Regions from separate parts of the Mus musculus genome. Here all the other regions are linked to region 1. A link is a contact called in public Hi-C and HiChIP or PLAC-seq data. All regions are on one chromosome and are shown on one strand. The core of a region is the stretch at or near the end of the contact, and the rest is flanking DNA. Distances in the headings are between cores, read along the strand shown.

Evidence for each region. A called contact is a pair of places that touch in the nucleus more often than the background predicts. HiChIP or PLAC-seq counts read pairs in DNA pulled down with a chosen protein or histone mark.
Region 2: a Hi-C map of cortical neurons shows a contact between it and region 1, with 1.8 times the contacts expected there. The contact joins two enhancer-like sites. A contact is called at or near these places in 2 of 484 Hi-C or Micro-C datasets (the HL-1 cell line and cortical neurons).
Region 3: a contact with region 1 is called in an H3K27ac HiChIP or PLAC-seq map of neural progenitor cells, with 3 times the contacts expected there. The contact joins two enhancer-like sites. A contact is called at or near these places in 3 of 39 promoter capture datasets (embryonic stem cells, hippocampal neurons and stem cell-derived epiblast-like cells), 3 of 484 Hi-C or Micro-C datasets (the N1E-115 cell line, induced pluripotent stem cells and nephron progenitors), 4 of 115 datasets of contacts at active chromatin or transcription factors (astrocytes, embryonic stem cells, neural progenitor cells and 1 more) and 1 of 9 other capture datasets (embryonic stem cells).

The regions. Positions count from the first base shown.
Region 1 is chr5:25,608,564-25,611,785 of GRCm38.p6, reverse strand. It overlaps Gm46903 (a long non-coding RNA gene), which reads left to right. Exons shown (of 2, transcript XR_001784824.2): 2 at 2,742-3,222. Among named protein-coding and RNA genes, the nearest start is that of Gm42235, 4.3 kb to the left of the region's middle. Within about 2 kb of position 1,650, at least 54 of the 459 cell types and tissues checked have an H3K27ac peak or open chromatin away from gene starts, as enhancers often do. A contact at or near this core is called in the N1E-115 cell line, cortical neurons and neural progenitor cells, where this site is marked.
Region 2 is chr5:25,800,159-25,803,380 of GRCm38.p6, reverse strand. All of the region lies in intron 2 of Actr3b (ARP3 actin-related protein 3B), which reads right to left. Among named protein-coding and RNA genes, the nearest start is that of Gm42237, 30 kb to the right of the region's middle. Within about 2 kb of position 1,445, at least 16 of the 459 cell types and tissues checked have an H3K27ac peak or open chromatin away from gene starts, as enhancers often do. A contact at or near this core is called in cortical neurons, where this site is marked.
Region 3 is chr5:25,752,908-25,756,129 of GRCm38.p6, reverse strand. No RefSeq gene overlaps it. Among named protein-coding and RNA genes, the nearest start is that of Actr3b, 5.5 kb to the left of the region's middle. Within about 2 kb of position 1,574, at least 76 of the 459 cell types and tissues checked have an H3K27ac peak or open chromatin away from gene starts, as enhancers often do. A contact at or near this core is called in the N1E-115 cell line and neural progenitor cells, where this site is marked.

The sequences.
Region 1 (3,222 bases), core at 401-2,900:
TTCCTACTCTCTGAGACAATGAGGGTTTCTTGCCATTTGGTTTTGTTTGGGTGTTTTGCTATGGTTTGTTTTCGGTGATAATGGGATTCAATCTTGGACCACAACTAGCTAGAGAAAAAGATTATGACTTGCGGAGGCCACAGGTTCTGGTTGCCACAAGACCTTACATGGCTGCTGCGTACTTGTCATTCCAAAACCTGGCCTGACTTCTCCCCTCTATCTCCCTGGGTCTGCTCTAACTCCTCCTGGGACCCAGAAGTCCCACCTTTTTCCTTTTGCCCAGCATTAGCTTCTGCCTTCTTTATTGACCAAATCAAGAACCAATTAGGGGAACAGCAGCTCCCCCTACATCAGCTCACTGCCCTCTACGCATACCTAGGTGACCACAGTTGTCCTTGTGCAGAGATAAGCAGTAAAACTGGAGAGATGGCTCACCAGTTAAGAGTACCGTCTGCTCTTCCTGAGGTCCTGAGTTCAATTCCCAGCAACTACATGGTGGCTCACAACCATCTGTAATGGGATCTGATGCCCTCTTCTGGTGTGTCTAAATACAGCTACAGTGTATTCATATGTGTAAAATAAATAAATAAATCTAAGAAAACCCAAAAACCAAAAAACATATGCCGGTTTTCTCTGGAGATTAGACTATTCACTGCTTTTCCCACTAGTCTTTTTTTCTAGTGTATGTTTGGGTTATTTATTTTAATGTTTTACTACATTTATTAACCAATTTGTGGGTTCAGGGAAGGGATTTGGGGAGAATAGAAGTCACAGCACATGCTTGGAGGTCAGAAGACAATTTGGAGACTCAATTATCTCCTTCTACCATGTGCGTCTCAGGAATCAAACTCAAGTCCCCAGACTTGGCAGCAAGTACCTTTACCCAGTGAGTTGTCCCTCTAGCCTGGTTGTTATTTGTTTATTGTTGGGGGGGGCGGGGTTGAGACAGGGTCTCACTATATAGTCCTGAATGCCCCCAAACTAACTATGTAGCATCTGGAACTCATAGAGATCTGCCTGCTTCTAACTTGAGTGGTTTTGGCAGGGTGGACAGGTTTTTATTCTGCAGCCACAGCTGGCCTCAAACTCACTGTGAGTCCAGGCTAGCCCCCAACTCAAAGCAATGCTGTCAATTCATCTTCCCCAGTGCCAAGGATACAGGTGTGAGCCATCAGGCCTGGAAACTTGTTCTTCTTCATATACAACCTTGCATGTCAGATCCCTGTCTCTCTGTGCTCTCTCTGTGTGTCTCTCTCTCTGTCTCTCTGTCTCTGTCTCTCTCTGTCTCTCTCTCTCTCTCTCTCTCACACACACACACATCTGTATTTTACTTCTCTTAACAATTATTACTAAATTAGTATTCTGGCCTGAGCCAGTTAATAAACATTTGTTTCCAATCTCTGCAATTACAGTAAATATTCTCGTGCATATATATTTGCATTAGTGCATTTTAAATGTTGTTTATTTCTTCCCTGCTTACTACTAAGGAGGATGGAAAATAGCTCGAGAGTATTTTGTAGTTGTGATTTGCAGATAATACAAGCAGGAGGCGGAAATGAAGCTGCCAGAACATTTACAAGAGAACTAAGCGCCAGTGCTGTTCAGAGAGGGCAAGACAGATGGGGCTTTGTTACACGTGATCCGAAGGCTTCTGCAGACGCCTCTGTGTGAATCCCAGGATTCACAGGAGCCTTCCTGGCAGCAGGAAGGGAAAGCAAAGCCGTAGTAAATCGACTTCTTTTCTAAACAGTCCCTCCCACTGAGTCATCCTTCATCTTTCTATTGTGAAACAAGAGTTCCAATGAATGCTGGTCCATGACACTTCCGCTTATGTTTTCTCTCCTCTTTTACTTTTTCCAATCTTCTCAATTTTTAAAAGGATTTTAAAAGTATACATGTGAGTGCCTGTATGGATGCATGTACGTACGTATTATGTATGTAGACCACATGAACACCTGGTGCACTCTAAGGCCAAAAAGGGTATCAAATCCTCTAAAACTGGAGTTACAGACAGTTGTGAGCTCCCATGTGAGTGCTGGAAAATAAATCCAGGTACTTTAAAAGAGCAGCCCATGCTCATAGCTGATGAGTCATCTCTCCTGACCCTCGGTTTTTTTGGTTGTTTTTTTTTTTTTCTTTCTTTTTTTTTTTTTTTCTGTTTATCTGGGTGGTAGTGGTGAATGCCTTTAATCCTAGCCCTTGGGAGGCTGAGGCAAGCAGATCTCTGAGTTCCTGCCAGCCTGTGCTACAGAGTGAGAAATCCAGTCTCGAATGACAAAAACAAAAACAATTTTTTCACTTATTTATTGTGGGTGGTATGGAGAAGAGGGTGTTTATGCTGTACAGCACACATATATAGAGGTCAAAGAACAACCCTGTGGAGTTAGCTCTCTTCTCCACCTTTCTGTGGGTTCTGGGACTGAACTCAGGTCAGCAGGCATACAGGGTAAGTGTCTTTACCTGTGGAGTCACCTCACTGGCCTCTGTCATGTCCACTTTGACTTTTGAAATCCTTTCTTCAGGATTGGAGAGGTGGCTCTGGAGTTAAGACCACTTCCTGCTCTTCCAGATGGCCTGAATTTCAGTCCCCAGCATTTATGTCAGACAATTCATCCAACATCCTCTTCTAGCCTCTAAACAACCACACAGACACATCATGCATACATACAGACACACATATACACCATACAAATATATATATTAGCATTATATGTTTTAAATTATATATTGTTTTCTTGCAGGACCAGGACAAAACCTACAACCTTGTGGGTGGCAAGCAAACACTCTACCACCGATGACCTCATGGCTGGATGTCCCCTGGCTCTGCAGCTTGCTAGGCGAGTAATCTACCAGATGGACACCAAGCTCTGGTCTTAAGTTTTAGTAGAATTTGGCTTGACCTGACCTCCACACTAGCCTATTGAGAAGCACGTCATCTATAGCTGCAGAGTTTTCCAGAGGTCACACTTGGGAAAAACTAAGTCATGGCCTAGAGAGAAGGCCAGGCACTTTCAGACTGGAGAGACTTGGAGAAACTTCTTGCATCTGAACTCCTCCCAAGACCTCTATGAGGCTGGCTTGCCTAAGCACTTGGAAGATGGAGGCTGGAACTCATGGTCATCCTAACACACACAAATCAAACTGTAAGGACAGTTAACAATGGCAGCGATGGAGAGGGGTGACCAGAAATTCCAAGAAGAATACAATTTGCGGCTCGATGGG
Region 2 (3,222 bases), core at 196-2,695, 190 kb before region 1:
ACTGGTGCGGAGCAGTGGGGAACTGGCCTAGACTTAGAAATAAAATCAGCTAGCTATCTTTCACACGTATTCAAAACTTAACTCAGAAAATACACAATTCCTTTGGAATTGGAGTGCACTTTAAAAAATAGCAACATTATGAGCTGAAAAATATTGCAATGTTTGACTCTATCAAAATCTAAAATTTCACACTTTAAAAATGTCACAGTGCACTAGGAATGTAGCTCAGTGGTTAGTACACACAAACATCACAAAGATAAACAAATAGTCACAAAAATAGGAATAATAGCTGTAACAAATCAGTACATGATGCCTAGTGTCCCCACAACACAAAACTTACCAAAAATGCAATTTTAAAAATGGAAAAAAGCATGAACAGCTAAGGAATGGTGCTCAGGTTTACCACTAAGCACAGAAATCAAATTCTAAAAGCCAGGTAACTTTACATTCGCTGGAGTTGCCAGTAGGCAGAGACCAAAACTGGATTCCTGAGAAGCCGGCAGCAGAGCAGCCACACAACCAGAGCAGCTTGGATCCCTGCTCGGGCAGGTGAGCAAGGGCACCCGTTCTGTAAAATAGAAAAACTGGAAAATATTTGTGTTGCTAAAATGTTAGCTGGATGTAATAACCTATGTCTGCAATCCCAGCACGGGGAGGCTGAAGCAAGAGGAGTCTACAAAAGGAGACGAAGTTTTATAGTCTCACTAGACTTGGCTTCAGAACTGCATACATTAGCAGTTATAGAAACTAAAGACAACACTGAAGAGGTTTTTTTAAGATAATGTTGAAACGTTGAACAAAATTGCTTTTAAAATTCACAGCACAGTGGACCTTTATACATAGGACATAACGATGAAACATAACACTAGAATCTAGGCAGAAAATATCCACCAGAGGAAGGAACAGGAAGGAGGGGCTGAGACTGAGCCCGAAAGGTGTCATCACAGACAGCTGTCATCTGAGAACCTCACTTCAGGTGACAGCATAGCAAGCAAGTTCACTTACACCAACTAAAACATTCCAAAGCCTGTGTCCCGTCCAGGCCAGCGCTGGCCAGCACTTCCTTAAGGAGCACCTGACTGTATGTGTGCATTTGTGGGTGGGGTCCGGGAGCTTTCCTGTATTTTCTCTTGCATTTAATTAACCAAGCCAAAATATTAAGGCTATATTTAATTTCATTTAATTAGAAATAACAGGCCAGGAGTAAGGGTCCACATCTTTAATCTCGGCATCAGGAGAGCAGAGGCAGGTAAAGCTATGTGAGTTAGAGGCATGGAGAGGTCCAGGCCGGCCAGGGCTACACAGTAAGATCCAGCTCAAGAAAGAACAGCAGCAAATGCTACCTCAGGCCCCTCTGCTGGCAAGCCCTCATCCGAGAAGGCACCTAGTCTGAGCTGTTGGCAACTCCCCAGGATGCAGTGAGCACAGGGAACTCGCCCCCTCCACCCCGCCCTATTCACAGTGCTGTTCACTGCCCTCTCTCTTTACTGCTATGCTCACCCCACTCTCCTCAGCCTAAGCCTTGCACAACATCCTCAAAGCAAAAATAGGAAAAAAACAAAAAACAAAAAACCTTCAAACAATGAGGCCAAGACTACACAAAATCTTCAACAGACAGACACAAGTGAGGCCTGGACAGATTTACTGATAGTACAGTTCCAGTAGCCAGGCCCTGATGGAAGCCCTCAGGACCCTGTAAGCATTCCTGATGTCAAATTGAGGATCCCTAGGAAGACAATGCAGTCTATCACATGACTATTCCCCAGACCTCAATCCCATCTCCTGCCAGGCTGCATGGGGCTCAGCTTCCACCTCTCCATGTCCACATCCAGCCTGTAGCCCCTTGGATCACAGGCTTGCTTCAGCCCTGATGCCTGCCTGCCCTCCCTCCCTCCCTCCCTCCCTCCCTCCCTCCCTCCCTCCCTCCCTCCCTCTCTCCACTCTTCTTACCTATCCTCCCTTCTTCCTCTTTTTCTCTCTCCTGCACTATGGAATATGAGTCTGGTGCAAGCCAGGCCAGCTCCAGATCCATCTCTCCTGAAGCCACTTCAGCACACACATCCTCAAACCAGTCTTGTAAATGAGACCTCTGCAAACAGAAACCTCTCAGCACAAAAGCAAGCACTGGGTGAGTGAGTGGTCCAGGGTGACTGAGGCCTGCACCTACCTCAACACCCACACGTCTGCCCTAGCGTCTTCAACTGTGTTTCTGGCAAGGCTCTCCCATAAGAACTGCAGCCAACAGTACCGTGGTTTGGGGCTGGAGAGATGCCCAGTGGTTCAGAGCACACACCACTCTTGCAGAGGGTTTGAATTTGTCTCTCAGTATCCATCTCAGGTGGCTCAGCACTGCCTATAAATCCAGTTCCAAGGGACTCGATATCCTCTTCTGGACTGTGCAGGGCTCTGCACTCACGAGTGCACAAACCCACGTGCACACAAACACACACACATAAACTACAAAATAAAAAGATGAGGATGAAAGGATGGCTCTGTAATTGAGAAACCATCTGTAACTCCAGTCCCAGAGAATCCAATGCCCTCTTCTGACCTCTGCAGGCACCACACACACATGATGGATAGATATACATGCAGGCAAAACACCCCTATGTAGCAGAATTTTCCCTGTCCAATTATTTTAAATATTAATACAACAAGAAGCCTGGGATTGAACAGGGAAAGGGGAGGCAAAGCTAAGAGTTGCAAAGACAGGGAGTGACACAGGAGACGGGGAAAGATGGAAGATGAACGGGACAATTCAGATTCCATGAGGCTTTAAATAACCACAGGTAGCTATAATATCATATAGGGATAGAATAATTGGGGTAACTTGTCTAATCTAGGTGGGCAGCTTGTATCATCTATGGGTCTGAAATTATTGTGTGGCATCTTGTGAAGTGGGAATTTATTGATATATAAATCTGACTATTTAATTATAAGCTTCTAGAGTTTTGATTTACTTGGATACTGGAATTTGGGACCACCAACCACAGGGAGTGGATGGCTGAGAAGGTACCAGTGGCTCTGAGGTGGGAGAACTGGAGCTAGGAAGACCACCGCACAGAGGCTAGCCTAGAGGCAGGGAGACCTCGGGCAGAGAGTAGCTGCGTATAACTCGGGAACTTGCTGTTCCTATTTAATATTTTCCAAAACACCTATACACATAAAAATAAGTAAGTAAAATTTTAAACAGATTAAATATGTTTTTAACATTCCCATCCC
Region 3 (3,222 bases), core at 325-2,824, 140 kb before region 1:
CTTGGGCATGTATCACTCTCATCTCTGCCTGCATCATCTACGTTTTCTTCTCTCTCTCTCTCTCTGTCTCTCTCTCTCTCTTTGTAGATGTCCATGCACATGTATGTACATGCATATAGAGGCCACATTTGGATCAACCTTAGGTATCATTCCTCAGATTCCATCCACCTTTTTTTTTCTTGAGGCAGGGTTTTCTCACTGGCCTATAATTCCTCAGGTAGGCTAGGCTGGCTAGCCAGTGCGCCCTAGTAATCTGCCTGTCATCACCTCCTAGCACTGAGATTATAGGTGCACACCATGCATAAATTTTTAACATGGGGTTCTAGGACTCAAAGTACAAGAGCCTGTGCTTGCACAGCAAGTGTTTCCTGTACTCGCTCAGCCATCTCCCAGGCCCTGATCATGTGTCTCCCCTTCTAAGGAAACTAGCTGTGTTGAATTAATTACTGCACATATGCATATATGTTCCAAATAAGATCACATTTACAGACACCAAAGTTAAGACTACAGCATGTCTCTTTAGGAGATGCTGATCGACCCATAATACCAGCTATGCCAAAAGTAGGCATCAGTTCTATGATGATTGTCAAAGGTAACCACTCTGTTTAGAGATGAGCCTCATGACCTTTGAAGTCTGTGGTAGCCAATACCTGCCTAGAGTGTGCTTTGATTTGCAAGAAAAGGGGATAGCTGTGTCATAAAACACACTGTGCTGAAGTGCAAAGGAAGGCAGCTACCTGCAAGCTTAGAAGACACACCATCTTACATTGAAAGCTCCAGGAATCCTGTGCCATTGTCTCTGCTTTGATCATGCCTCGGGCAAAACACCCACATTCTGGAAGAAGTAAAGCATAATTGTATCACCAAGGAGGTATGTGCTCTCAGACACAGGCAAAACTCCTGCTACTAAATGCATGTTAACCTAGGATGTGTTTCCCTGTGAGTTCTTGACCTGCCTACCTCATTTGTAGCCTGAACTAAACTGGTAATGAGAGAAATGTTTGAAGTCGCTTTCATTTGCAGAAAAGGTATCTCTGTTTTATGCTTCTCCCTGCCAATGACTTTGCACTGACAGGAGTGGTGCATGGCCTCTGTGGTAGATAAGATGTCACACCTTACCTACCATCCTGCACACCATCCTGAGTGCTGAATCAGCCCAGCACTAGTCTCTCAAATGAGCTATTGATAAACACCATCCAGTGACATGTATATATGCATATGAAGACAGCAAGAATAAAATAACCAATCTTAGAAATGGTCTAACTTAGCCCTTGAGTAGCTGAATAATATAATTCTACTTCCTCTGCTTAACTAGCTGTGCAGGGGCCAAGAAAGAAAAAGAACACAAAAACCACGGGCTGCTTCAAAAACTGCCCACCCAGCAGCTCTATAAACCTTAAATCTCAGAGCTGTAGGCAGAATCCAGCTGGGTGTTCTCTGTTGCCATGAGAATGCAAAGAGAGAAAAGATGACCAAAAAATTAGGACCCAGTTCCTTTGAAAGTATCTGGCATTCTCCTTTAAGAGGAAGGCCCTGCCACTGCTCTCAATGGACCTCCCTGCTGTCTTGGCAACGGCAGGAGAAAATGATCCAAGCAGGGGTTGATTGGCTAAGTGTTCAGAGTGTGTAAGGGAGTTGATAACAGAGCAGAGCCACAAGACTTTAGGAAATAATCCAGAGATCTGAGCGTGTTCACAGCTCTGCTTTGTTTCTGTCTCTGCTCTGGGCAGTTAGTTACTCAGGCTGCAGCCTGGTCCTCCACATCCCCTCTGAGCCTTTCTCTTCCTAAGCTACCCAGCCCCAGAGTCTCCCTCATTCAGTCCCCTCACCCCCACTTCCTTTTCATTCTTGTTGTTTCTTCCTCCTCTTCTTTCACAAAAGAAGGGTTTCATGTAACCCAGGCTAACTAGCATTGAACCTGTTGTGTGTGAGAAAATGACCTTGAACTCCTTCCTAATCCTCCAGCCTTTAATCCACCTCCTAAGTGCTGGGATCACAGGAGTGTCTGGTTTATGCAGTACCAGGGATCAAGCCCAGGGTCTCATGCATGCTAGACAAACACCGTCTCCCAGCTGAGCTGACCCAGCCCTAGTCCTAGCCTCTGCACCTGCTTTGTCATTCTTGCTGTCTCCAGACGTCTACCTCCCTAAAGACATTTTTAGATAGATTGGACTGCTACAACAGACATCATTACTCAACACAGAAAGTTCCTATAACATGTCAGTTTTCTTCCCCCAAGCCTTCCGCAATATAGGCTTATTATATAATTTGGTCCAAACCAGAAGTATATATGATCTGCCACTAAGTTACCATCCTGTCTCACCTCATATTATGACCCTGGACATGTCTGTATAGACCAAGCCATACCCTGCTTTCCAAACCCTCAGGACTGTCCTGCAGCCCCACCCCACTTCAGTCTTCTTACCTACTTCATCCTTGCTGTCGCCCTTCCAACTTCACTTTAATTCATTCATCAAAACACTCTGAAGCTTCGTCGGACTCTTCTCAGTCAGTAAGCCTGTACCCGTGCTCAGCATTCAGAGGTGTGGCCTGAGGTCGACATCTTAATAAGATGCTACAAGGTACCAAGCGGTGCTTCTGGCCCCTCCTCTGCTCATAGGGAGAGTCATATTACAACAACCGTATCTTCATTTATAAAGCACTTTCAGTACATTTCACCTCTCATCTTGAGAACATCCCCACAGAATACCTATTACAAATAGCTTTTTAATCAAATAAGAATACCAGGCACATCGTTTTAAATTAGCATAGATTAAAATTTTATTTCCTTCTGAGCACCTTCATTTTGCTCTCCTGAGAAAATAGGAAAACACTAAATCCTTACAAAACTCAGCAGCTGGTGCACATAGGTATCAGCCTGCGGTGTGGCCCCAGCCCCTGTGTGATTTTAGATTCACTTTGCTACTCTTGAGCTCTTTAATATTTTCTGTTTCCAGTAAGAAATGCCCATGAATTCCCACAAGGCAATCCCCTATATGCTCTGCACTGAGTAGTATCCAACCGAAAAATCACTTTGCCAATACAGAGCGAAACTGCTGAGCAGTGTAATTAGGCTCCAAGAGATCTGGACAGTGTGTGCTGCCAAAAGCTGAAGCCTGCGTTGCTTGCCATTGCTCAGTCACAAGCAACAGGTTTGGATGAGTAAGCACCCTTCTCTTCTTTTTCTCTTCTTTCCTCTCTTTTTTCTTGTTTTGTTTGTTT